Regions from separate parts of the Mus musculus genome. Here regions 1 and 3 are each linked to region 2. Evidence: chromatin contacts called from public targeted proximity ligation data. All regions are on one chromosome and are shown on one strand. The core of a region is the stretch at or near the end of the contact, and the rest is flanking DNA. Distances in the headings are between cores, read along the strand shown. Region 1 overlaps Rfx3 (regulatory factor X, 3 (influences HLA class II expression)). Region 2 has its middle 160 kb from the start of Gm35866. Region 3 overlaps Glis3 (GLIS family zinc finger 3).

What was found.
Region 1: a contact with region 2 is called in a targeted proximity ligation map of pancreatic cancer cells. A contact is called at or near these places in 1 of 484 Hi-C or Micro-C datasets (muscle stem cells) and 1 of 130 datasets of targeted methods (pancreatic cancer cells).
Region 3: a targeted proximity ligation map of pancreatic cancer cells shows a contact between it and region 2. A contact is called at or near these places in 2 of 130 datasets of targeted methods (kidney and pancreatic cancer cells) and 1 of 9 other capture datasets (embryonic stem cells).

Annotation. Positions count from the first base shown.
Region 1 is chr19:27,902,823-27,906,504 of GRCm38.p6, forward strand. All of the region lies in intron 1 of Rfx3 (regulatory factor X, 3 (influences HLA class II expression)), which reads right to left. Among named protein-coding and RNA genes, the nearest start is that of Rfx3, 110 kb to the right of the region's middle.
Region 2 is chr19:28,204,293-28,207,808 of GRCm38.p6, forward strand. No RefSeq gene overlaps it. Among named protein-coding and RNA genes, the nearest start is that of Gm35866, 160 kb to the right of the region's middle.
Region 3 is chr19:28,516,018-28,519,870 of GRCm38.p6, forward strand. All of the region lies in intron 4 of Glis3 (GLIS family zinc finger 3), which reads right to left. Among named protein-coding and RNA genes, the nearest start is that of Gm35866, 150 kb to the left of the region's middle.

The DNA of each region.
Region 1 (3,682 bases), core at 784-3,283, 300 kb before region 2:
ACCTCTGACTCATCCGTTATGCATGGGTTTCCACAGTGACACCTCTTACACTACCATCCCCTCCTGCTCTCCACAGAGCTGGCTAAAACTGCGCCAAGATGAGCTTATGTGCCAGTATTTTGTATTAGTGATTGTAACTAATTAATGAAATTATGATGTCCTTCACTTTATAGGTGAGTAACTGGAGGCCTGAAGATGTCGAATCCCATCCCTGGCTCACTAGCACACACACAGGAAACATCAAGGAAAGGGTTGACACTACAGTGAAGTTCATGCTCTCGACTTCACAGGATACATTGGAATCTCTGAGTTTAATAACAAGCAGGGAAAAGGGAAATAGAATAAAAAGAGTGATTTAAGTTTTAGAATGGGGCACTGAAAAAGGTAGAAAATATGTCAACTATTCAACGGGAGTAAACTAAACAAGTAAGGACAAATGCTCGTTTTTAAATGTAAAGCGAGACTGTAGGAGAACCTTTTATTTGTCTTCCAGCTCTGCCTCTGCCACATCCAAACTGGCATCAAAAGCCCAATCTAGTGCATCAAGTGTCAGTCAAACCCAGAATACTTTCTGCTTAGTCCCAGTTTCTATGCTTTTGACCAGCTTTTTAAATTTCATTATATTCATTTTATGTGTTGAAGTGATTCTGCTGCATGTATATATGTGCAACAAATACATGCCTGACTCTTTAGGAGATCCAAAAGACGTTTTCAATCCTTTGGAACTGGAGTTATGGGTGGTTGTGGGCCACCATGTGGGTGCTGGGAACCATCCTCTCCAAGGACAGTCAATGGCGTTAAACCCTGAGCAAGCTCTCCTGACAGACACTGCTTCATTCTGCTCCAGTTTCAACACCTCCATCAGCTCAGAAGAAGAAACTCTCTGCCAGGCTCATCCCATCACTCCCATAAATGGCTATAACTGCAATTAGGTCCATCATTTACAAAGTCCTTTCCTGATTGCAGAAAAAAGTCTAATGCCTTACATACATTTCTAGCTTTATGCTCACAGGAAGCCCATGATGCAGATGGTATCCTTAGCTAACAACTGTGTAAACTGATACATGGGTGGGATTTTTAAAAATTGTTAAAAGACAGGCGGTGGTGACACATGCCTTTAATCCCAGCACTTGGGAGGCAGAGGCAGGCAGATTTCTGAGTTCGAGGCCAGCCTGGTCTACAAAGTGAGTTCCAGGACAGCCAGGGCTATACAGAGAAACCCTGTCTCGAAAAAAAAAAAAAAAATAAATAAATAAATAAATAAATAAATAAAATAAAAATTGTTAAAAGCATGCAGGCAGAAATAGGAAGAATCGGAATTCACTCAACTTCTGTCTGACTTGAAAATCCATGCTCACTGGGTGTCCTGCGATGCAGGCTCAGGTCAGGACAGTTTCTCAACAAAGAGCCTGAGACTGATAGTGAGAAAGGTTTGGGATTCTAATGCAGGTTCTTTTTCCAGAAGCACTTTCCATTCACTAGCTCAGAGGACCTAATCTGATCAGAACAATGACGGTGTACAGCACATCGGGAGAGTACAATCCTCTGAGGAAAGCTTGTTAACAGACTGTTCTAACCTACTGACACACTGTAGCATTCTGGGGACTCCCCTCCATCTGTGCAAAGTGAGAACTCTCTCTCACAGGAGGGCAGTGCCTGAAGCCTGCTACCTTGGGCTATTGCTTCAACCCCCTGAGCAACACTGGGTGCTTATAACCTATTTTCTCTCGTTCACCAGCAGAAGTTTTGGAGGTTTTGTTTACGCCTGGGGGTAATTTGCTTAGTTTTTATCTTTCAGTGCCTGTTAAGTGATATTTGTTTATGGATCACAAAAGCAGTCACATTACTTTGTTTTGATAAATTAAATAACCCCCTGCAGTTTGTCACTGATGTAGCCCACATGTAAATGAGTTGTATACTCTTACAGGAGAGACAAGCACAATTTCTGCCTAGTCATCCTTGCCTAATGTGCCTGTCAGGTGTGTCAGGGGCAGCAGGCGCTTGCTTGACAAAGGACCTTTTTATTCTGGCTAATTAAGCAGTTGGACACACCCGCCTGCTAAGGGTTCTGCTTTGTACAGCCAGCTCTGGATGAGTCATGAGAATCTAAGGCTAAATAGGCCACATTCTGAAAGAAGGCTAATTAGACCCTAGGAGGAGGAAAAGAATATTGCAAAACCCAGCTGCTGAATGTAACAAATTAGCATCTCTTCAACCTGATGGGTAAACCTAGGCAAATCAAGTGTATTTGGAACAACCATGCCTTATTTCAAGTTTTAAGGCATTCAAATGTCCTTTGTGGGGGGGCTTCCTGAAAATTATTTAACACACTCAAATTCACAGTTGGACTCTTTTTATCACATACAATGAACATGCCAAATTAAATAGATTAATAATCTGATCTAGTCAATTGCTTATCAAACAGAACTTTATAAGCCTATAACTGACTGTGTCCATCCATCGATTACTGGGTTCTTCCTTCCTGAAATACTCTCTCTCACACAAAGCAAAGGCTGAGTACTCTGACTGTGATTCCATTAAAATGACTCAGCTTTCTGAATGAAGAATGTGATAAAGATATACAGCTTAATCTTCAAATTGCTTCTTCCTTTTACCTTATAGAAAGACCAAGATGCTAATTCCACTTCCCATTTAAACCAAATAAATCAAAGTTATTATGATAGTATTTTATGGTAAAACAACATGGCAATACTCACATAAACTATAAGAATTTTAGAAGACTGATTCAACGTAAGATCATAGCAATCAATGGTCTGTCATAAGTATAAATTATTAGTTTTAAACTGGAGAAAAAATAGCTTGACAGTATATTTTTACATAAAGAAAACCAATACCATTATAGAGATTCTGAAACATAAAACTTTTATTACTAACACTCAAATCAGGATGAGTTAAACCCCCATTAATTAAAATTATGGGTATGATGGGACTAGAGAGATTGCTCAGTGGGTTAAGAAAATTTAGTGCTCTTTCAGAGGAACAGATTTTGGTTGTCAGCACCCACAATGGTCAGTTCACAACTCTCTGTAACTCCAATCCAATCGATCTGTCAACACCTTTTTCTAGCCTGCCTGCGCTCGCACACACACACACACACACACACACACACAACATACACTCACACAGATAAAGGGATATACTACTTGAATAAAAATTGTAAAGAACACATAGCCCCAGAGGGCATTTTTCCTGAAGCTGTGAAAATTGCCAGCCTGGAGGCTACCACAGTTGCACTTCCGGTGGCTACAGATAGTTATGAAAACCAAGTCTTAGAGAATGGGCGAGAATGATAAAGGATGCACACCCACTGCCCTGAACCCGAGGTGGGACAACGCCATGGGCCCGCCAACGGCCCAAGATAACTGAGAACCAGACCATAGAAAACATGTGTGTGCCTGTGAGTGATAAAGAAGGGCATGAAATAATGTGTGGAACCCCCTAGTTGTAATTGGCCAAATTTAGCTTTAAAACTCTGGTCTGGCATGGCAAAATCGCTCAACTCCCGAAAGCCCAGAGGAGAAGCTTCGGGTTGAGAAATAAATCTGCGTGGATCCCACCGGACACGGACATCCACTGCTTAGACATCAGGGCCTGCACACCCGGCTCAGCTCCTGAGGTTCGGAAGCAAGGAACATGGAGTTGCACCTTTACCTGCATGCTA
Region 2 (3,516 bases), core at 314-2,813:
ATTCTAATTTTCCACTTGATGAGCTGCAGACCCTCCCAATATCAACAGAGATTAGGCAGCATGTCTGTGCCAGGCTAAGCTTTTCCTTTGCTCGCTGTTGAGCAGCAAACTATAACACATTGCAGATGAACCGACTACCTAAATGAGTTAACTTCGCTAGGTGACCTTCTGGCTTCCATGGCTTGCCACATTCTCTGGAAATTTAAAACAGGGCAGAGCAGATGACCCACACATTTCAGGAAGTCCTTTCCCCTTTCTTGGAACAACTCAATAGGGTTAGTTCTCATGGATGGCCCGATCTTCTTCATGACACATGGTCAGGCCAGGAGCCATGAAGAATTGGTAGGTCTATAGGCAAGTGTTTGTGCTGCCCTCCAGGAAACCAAAATTCACAAGGACCCCTCCCCCAACCCACATATAGCAGGAACAGAAAAAAAAAATAAAAAAGATGTCTAGACTGGTTGCTCCTGCAGATGTGGCTGTTCCTAACGCCTCTGTTTGTTTCCAGGATATGTCTGATGTAACTCAGGATTAAATGTCAATCCAGTGAAAAAGCAACAGGATACAGGAAGGGAGGGAAGGAGGGAGAGAGGGTGGGACAGAAACACAGAGGAAAACAGTAAAAGCGTTCCCAAACAAAAGCTAACTAAGTCCCATATCTCGCTTACTTTTCTATTGCTGTGAAGAAACTCAGCAATAGGGTAGAGTTCATGACCATCATGGCAGGGAACATGGCAGGAGGCAGGCAGGTACAGCACTGGAGCAGTAACTGAGAGCTTAGCTCTGTCCTACAGGCGGCAGGCAGAGAAAAGGAGAAATTGGTTTGCTTTTATAACTTTAGAATCTCAACCCCATCCCTGCTCTGTGAAGTGACACACATCCTCCCACAAGGCCACACCTCCTAATCCTTCTCAAACAGGCCCACCAACTGCTAACCAAGCATTTAAATATATGAGCCATTGGAGGCCATTCTTACTCAAACCATCACATTCCATTCCCTGGCCCCCATAGGTCCATGGTCATATCTTAATGAAAAGTGCAAAAAATGTATTTAGTTTAACTTCAAAAGTCCAAAAGTCTTCTGAGACTCAAGGCAATCTTTCTGCCTCACGTATGTGGATAAGTTGTAAGCTTTCAGCTACTTCTCCAGGACCATGCCTACCTGCTGTCACGTCCCCACACCATGATGACCATGGACTTGCCTTCTGGAACTGTAAGCAAGCTCTCAATTAAATGCATTTCATTTCATTTAATGCATTTTCTCATTTCTGTTTCTTGCTTGACACTTTAGATCCAGATTCCACCCAGTAACCTGGGTCTCCTGGCTCCAGTCACTCTACCTTCTAGGCTTGAAAGCAGCGGGAGTTCCTGTTCTTACTAATGCTTGGGTTGTCTCAGGATTTCATCTGGTTCTCGGCTCCTCCATCATTTATGCACGTATGTAACCAATCCTCTTATGGATCCCATCTGTTGTCAACCCTGAGCATGCCTCCTGGCTTCCTTATTGGGCTTCAATGCCCATGTCTTTTTCTTTATTGACACAGCATTACTCAGAAAGTTAATTAAATGCAATCTCTCTCTAAAGTCAATACTTATCCTGCCCCACCTGACTACCAGCTACACTACAGGCTTATATTGATAGTGTGAAGAAACAGCATTGTGCCAGAGAGAACTCAAGAAATATCTGCTGGTCAAAAAGTCTCCGTGTCTCTCTGTCTGTCTCTGTCTTTCTGTCTCTCTCTGTGTCTCTCTGTTTCTGTCTCCCCCCAATCCCCGTGTGTGTGTGTGTGTGTGTGTGTGTGTGTGTGTGTGCGCGCACGCAGTGCGTGCTTGCGCACATTTCAAGACAGGGTTTTTCTGTATAGCTCTGGTTGTCCTTGAACTCTCTCTGGGGTCAGATGTGCTACCATTCTGCAACAAGGCCACACTTGTATCTCTTTCTGTAGACCAAGCTGGCTACAAACTCAGAGATCTGCCTGTCTTTGCCTCCCAAGTACTGGGAAACAGGCCTTTCTTTCAGGGTATAATACCCAAGACCCTATGTCCTTGAGGGGGGTCAGCCTTTCCTCAGAGCACTACCTGCCTCTATGACCTGAAGTATTGACTGGTGTACTGCAAAAATACTCTACAAATAAAAGTTATATCAGGACACGTGTGCTATAGTTTAGATATGTTAATAGTGTTAGAATAGAAATGATCTAACCTCAGTGTGTAGAGTTGGCGCCTTCAGGAAGTGATTAGGATCAGACAGAGTCATCAGGGTAGAGGCCCCATGATGGGAAAGTGTGCTCCTCCTGCTCTGTGATGCTTGGTGCCACCGGAGACTCTACCAGCCCGAGCCCATGGATGCAGACTCTAGAAACTATATAGTAACAAGTGGCTCCTGTGACCAAAAAGCCCAGATGTATTACAGTGCAAGCTTTGGACACAACTAAGTCTGGAAGCTCAAACAAGAGCTTCTTTCCCATCACTCTCATGCCTTCCTCTCTGTTGGCTTTATCCACAAACTAGTCACTGTGATCTCAAAGGGATGGCAATAAGATCATGGTCACATCGATCTCAGTGGAAATAGAGAGCTTCAGTGTGCATGTGTGACCACCCTTTAAGAAAAGACTCTGAAGGTGCTGTTGACGATTATGCAGCCACTCCTGGACCAATCATTCTGTCCTTGGGAGGCAAGGCTTTGAGAAACCATTCCAAGTGAACACGGCCCCACTACTTAGCTACCTGCAGGAGGGTAGCTAAAAAGCCCTTGATAGAAGCAAAAGGGAGGGCTAGGAGGGTGACAGGAATCATGGGATAACATGAGGCCGCTAGGTATGAAGGAAAAGTAGAAGCTATGAGTGAGATGACTTGACACTGGGCCTTAAGTGCATGACCAGCTCAGGGTGGACCCAGGCAAAGAGATCACCTCTCCCAGCCTTTTTTTTCTCTCTTTCTCACTTGAAAATGTGTAGAGCATTCTTATAAAATGTAGTGTCTTACACTAATTTTAAAATCATTTTGAATGTGGACCTCTCTCTTCAAATAATCAATTATGTAAAACACACAGAGCCATACCAAAGCTGTTTAGAGAGACGCTGGAGAGCTTGCCATCCCTCCCTCTTCTTGGGGCTTCTTGGAACGTCCACACACCCCCATCCTTGGAAACCGCCAGGGATCCCGAGAACACGGTTTTAAAAAGCTTGAGAGCTGATCTCTGGGGCCTTTTCCAGCTTGAATTTTGGAGAATTCTGTGTAGATTGCCCAACCCTCTTTAATCTAATTTTTCTCACTTTCCCTCTATTTATTTTTTTGGCCAAACTCGTGGACTTTGGCGATGTGCGAGAGGCCACTTAGGAAAATAATCATTAATTCAAATCCCTAGGCAATTTACTCTGGCCTATTTGGAGCTTGCTTTTCCTGACAGAAAGGGAATAAATTTCCCAAAGTTACTTTTATGCTGGGACTAGAAAAGGTGAACACACAAGTGAAGACACGTAGGAAAAGGAAGTGGCCAAAGCTGGACTGAGCCGG
Region 3 (3,853 bases), core at 1,239-3,738, 310 kb after region 2:
CAGGCTTCCAGACACATAGCTAAAGCTGAGAGTTACCTCTGATATTTTCACCTCACACAGCCCATAGCCAACCTTTGGAAAATGCTGTCATATCTAGCCATGTGTTCAGATGTCTCTCAATTTCTACTATTAGACATAAGTAAGACAATCAGACAGAAGGCTACAGCTATAACCCCACTCCTGAAGGTTTGAACCCCCACTTTGACTCCTTTGTTCCCAATAGACTCTCTACAGAGCACTCAAGGATTCCAGTACAAATCAGATCCTATCGTTCTTCCACTCAAAGCCATCCTTACTGGGCTCTACAAGACCCTAAAGGACCAGACTTGGTCCTCAGAGTTCCCCTAATTCCATCTTCTCTTTCCTTTGTTGAATCTTTTCAAGCCACTCCTTCATGTATCTACAACACACAGGCCGAAATCCCTCACTTCAAAGTGAAATTGTGTTCTCTTTATATCTATGTTGCTCACTTCCTTGCTCTTCACAGTGTGAGTTCAAAGAAGACAGAGAATTTGTGGTTGGCTCCATTCTGCCTATTCTATCCCCGCTGCTCAGTGAGTGACTGGCAGCAACGCTTGCTCCACGCATGAGTGAAGCAGGCAATGAGTAGAGTCTTTATTCTGTCTTGCATCTAAGGGTCACTTTCTGAGACCACAGAGGGCATGCATACCTATAATTAGATGAACAACTCGCCATTGCGTAAACCAGATATTTAAATATTTAAGATACTTAAGTGAAGCAATTATACAAGCACTCTTTGCTTTCTTTCACATCATCACAGTTTTCTTTGTGTTTCCTTTCTGCTTCCAAATTGTGGATCACACTCGATTTTGTAGAAGGGAAGGAGAAAACAAAACAATGTGATTTAGTGGTGGTCAGTAGAATACTTTGTTCTGCGTAAGAAAGGCATGAATTCTGTATATAAGAGTTTGAAACTGGACTCCACTGCAGACACCCTCAATTAAGCCTATTCTAATTGCAGTTAAGAGACAATCCAACTTCAGAATTTCACTCCCAGGCACAGCTGTTTGTTAAGTATAGCAGGAGCCCATCAAGACACTTGGCAGTACCATTCCTTTGGGATACAATAATTTTTTTTATTTTTATTTTTATTTTATTTTTTTGGCAATCCCTATTACTCACTGATGGTAATTAGCAAGGCAATCTTTGGAGGAAATATACAATCAGGCAACTAGAAATGCCTTCTATGGAACTCTTTGAAAATAAATCATTGGCAGTACAAATGGTCGATATGTACTCTTAATTCAGAACTAAATTGCCCATTGATTCACCAAGATCTATGCTCTTGACCCTATGGTCTAGAAATTCATTTTTTTTCTTAAGTTCTGAATTCAAGGAAAGTTGCGGGTGGCACAGTTGTTGATTTTGATTTAACACCTCAATCGAGTAAGCAATTAGAGTGATTTCTCCATTATTTGCTCAGAGTGTACAGTGCCTTCCTTGACTGGTTCCGTCATAAAGACCCCATTCTGTGGACACAGCATAAAATCAGGGTCACAATCTAAATGCAACCTTCCAGGAACACACAATGGGACAGGATCAGGCTGACCCAGACAGCCGGAGACGTTGGAGTCCTCACCAGCAGTGGGTGAGTACACTAGGGTATGTATTGCTGTAGGAAATGCTAGTTACCAGGAGGAAACAGCTTCAATACACTCGGACTTTGCCCCCATGAACGCCAGAGCTTCCCACCTCTGTTCAAGATGCAGTTCCAGGCTTTCAGAAACAAGAGCTTGCTTTGCCACTACTGTGCTTTTACAACAATTGTATCCAGCACACCTCCCACTAACACCTTAGACAAGTTTCGACAAGTACAGCTGAATCACTTGAGATGGGCCAAAAGGTCAGGGCCCTGAAACTTTGTCAGCATGATTATCTAAAGCCACTGGAAAGCACTCCATGCATCTGAGAGAGCAGGTCGGCTTTCTATCACACAAAAGCAGCTTTGTTTCTGCATATGTGACGCCTCTTAATTAGAATCAATGATTTTTTTTTTATTGCCGATAAGCCTGTTTGCCTAGCTCCATTTTCCTAAAACACTTTAAACATTTCTAAGAAGGGTGAATGTCGGTGGAACACTGAGATAGGCCTTGAACCAGGGCTGTGGTTTTTGCATGCTGTTTACAATTTGTCATCTGTAGGGATAATTCTGCAAGTTTAAACACACTAAAGGACATATTATAAAGAGTCAGGCAATTTCGTTTTGTTTGAATGTAATGGTGGAAATGTACCAAAATTGCCCATAGAGGTTCACTGACATTCTTTCCTTGAGTACGTGCCAGTTCATGACTGAAAGCAAGCGTTCAGAGAACATAAGAACATTTAGGACCACAGTGTGTGTATCAAACAGGCTACTTTATGAACAGCTGGGAAATGCTGTGTTTCAGGGCCCTTGGCGAAGTAGCTGTAACACCCAAATTTCTTTGCTCCATAGTGAATGTCTTGGTGATTCATCTGTGACATTGCCCTCGATAATGACAGGATATTCCTCAGGGCAAGAGCCTGTGGGACAGGAAAACACCACACAGCCTCAGGGGTTAGAAGATGATGATCAACCGCAAATCATGCACCCAGAACATGTAATTAGGATAAGGTGGGGGGGAAACTGAGTAATCCATATGAGATAAGGAGAGTTTCCCAGCGGTGGTGATCAGATGCCAATGGAATCTTTGGAAAGCAAAAATGAGGGGGAAAGACGGATGGCCTGGGAAAGACTTAGCAAACTGAAAAGCAAACTTTCAAGGCTAGCACTGATTAAAAGGAATATTCCCTTAAAAACCAACCAACCAACCAACCAACCAGTGTGATGAGATGTGGTCAGCACCCTCACAGGAAACTCAGAGTAAACTGACGGAAGTGCCCCTTCTCCTCAAGAGGTCAGAAAAGACCTGCACAGGGAGAGGAAATGAGGGGCGATTTTGGCTCCAAAAACTGATACCTCCCAAGTTTTCTCCTGAGTCCACGGGGAGACCACACTCCCAGCCTCCCTTGCAGTTGTTTGTTATACACCACGTGCCTGAGTCCTGCCCAATGATACGAAGGAAGAAACGCATCACTCTGTAATAATCATTAGGATCTCCTTCATAGTGGGCTCAGGTTGCCACACCCATACTGAAGGATCCTGAGTTACTGCACAACTGCAAAAATGCTGTATTACAACCTGGAAAATAAATAAACTTTTATTATACCAAGCCAGAGATCCAAAACTGTCCGCGACCGTGTGCAATCATCTCAACATCTTTTACAATACTCCCCGCTCTTATCTGTTGCCTTTTCAGATCACTGCCTAAGGGCGATGCACACCTCTCCTGTCCCCTGTCCTCCCCCATTACCTATCCCAAGCTGGCCTCAAACTCCCCAAGCTCCTGCAGAAGCCTTGGAAGTACTAGGATTGCAGATGTACATCACCACACCCAGCCCTCACCTCATTCTTGAACAAGGTGATTTCAGAAACTGTCAGAAACACTGGGAAACTGGCCAACTCTCTCTCATAGCTTACCCAGCAAAAAGCAAGGTGCTGCTGTCGTGTGGAAGGGGAAGAGAACACGCTCTTCATTCCAAAAGTTAGGTCAAAATAGTTTACTTATTTTTAATACTTTATTCTGGAAAATGCTAAGTATCTTACACAAGTAGAAATAACAGAGCAATGAACCTCAATGTATTGAGCAGCTAAATTTCATGTGGGGTATGGTGTGTGTGTATGTCTGTGTGTGTTAAGGTCTGTTACATATTAATTATTGAACTATGGCAGGACCTAGTGTACACAGTGAATGGGTATGTAGTAGAAGAACATATTCCGAGTCTCAAGACCCACCGGTTATTTTTAAGGAGT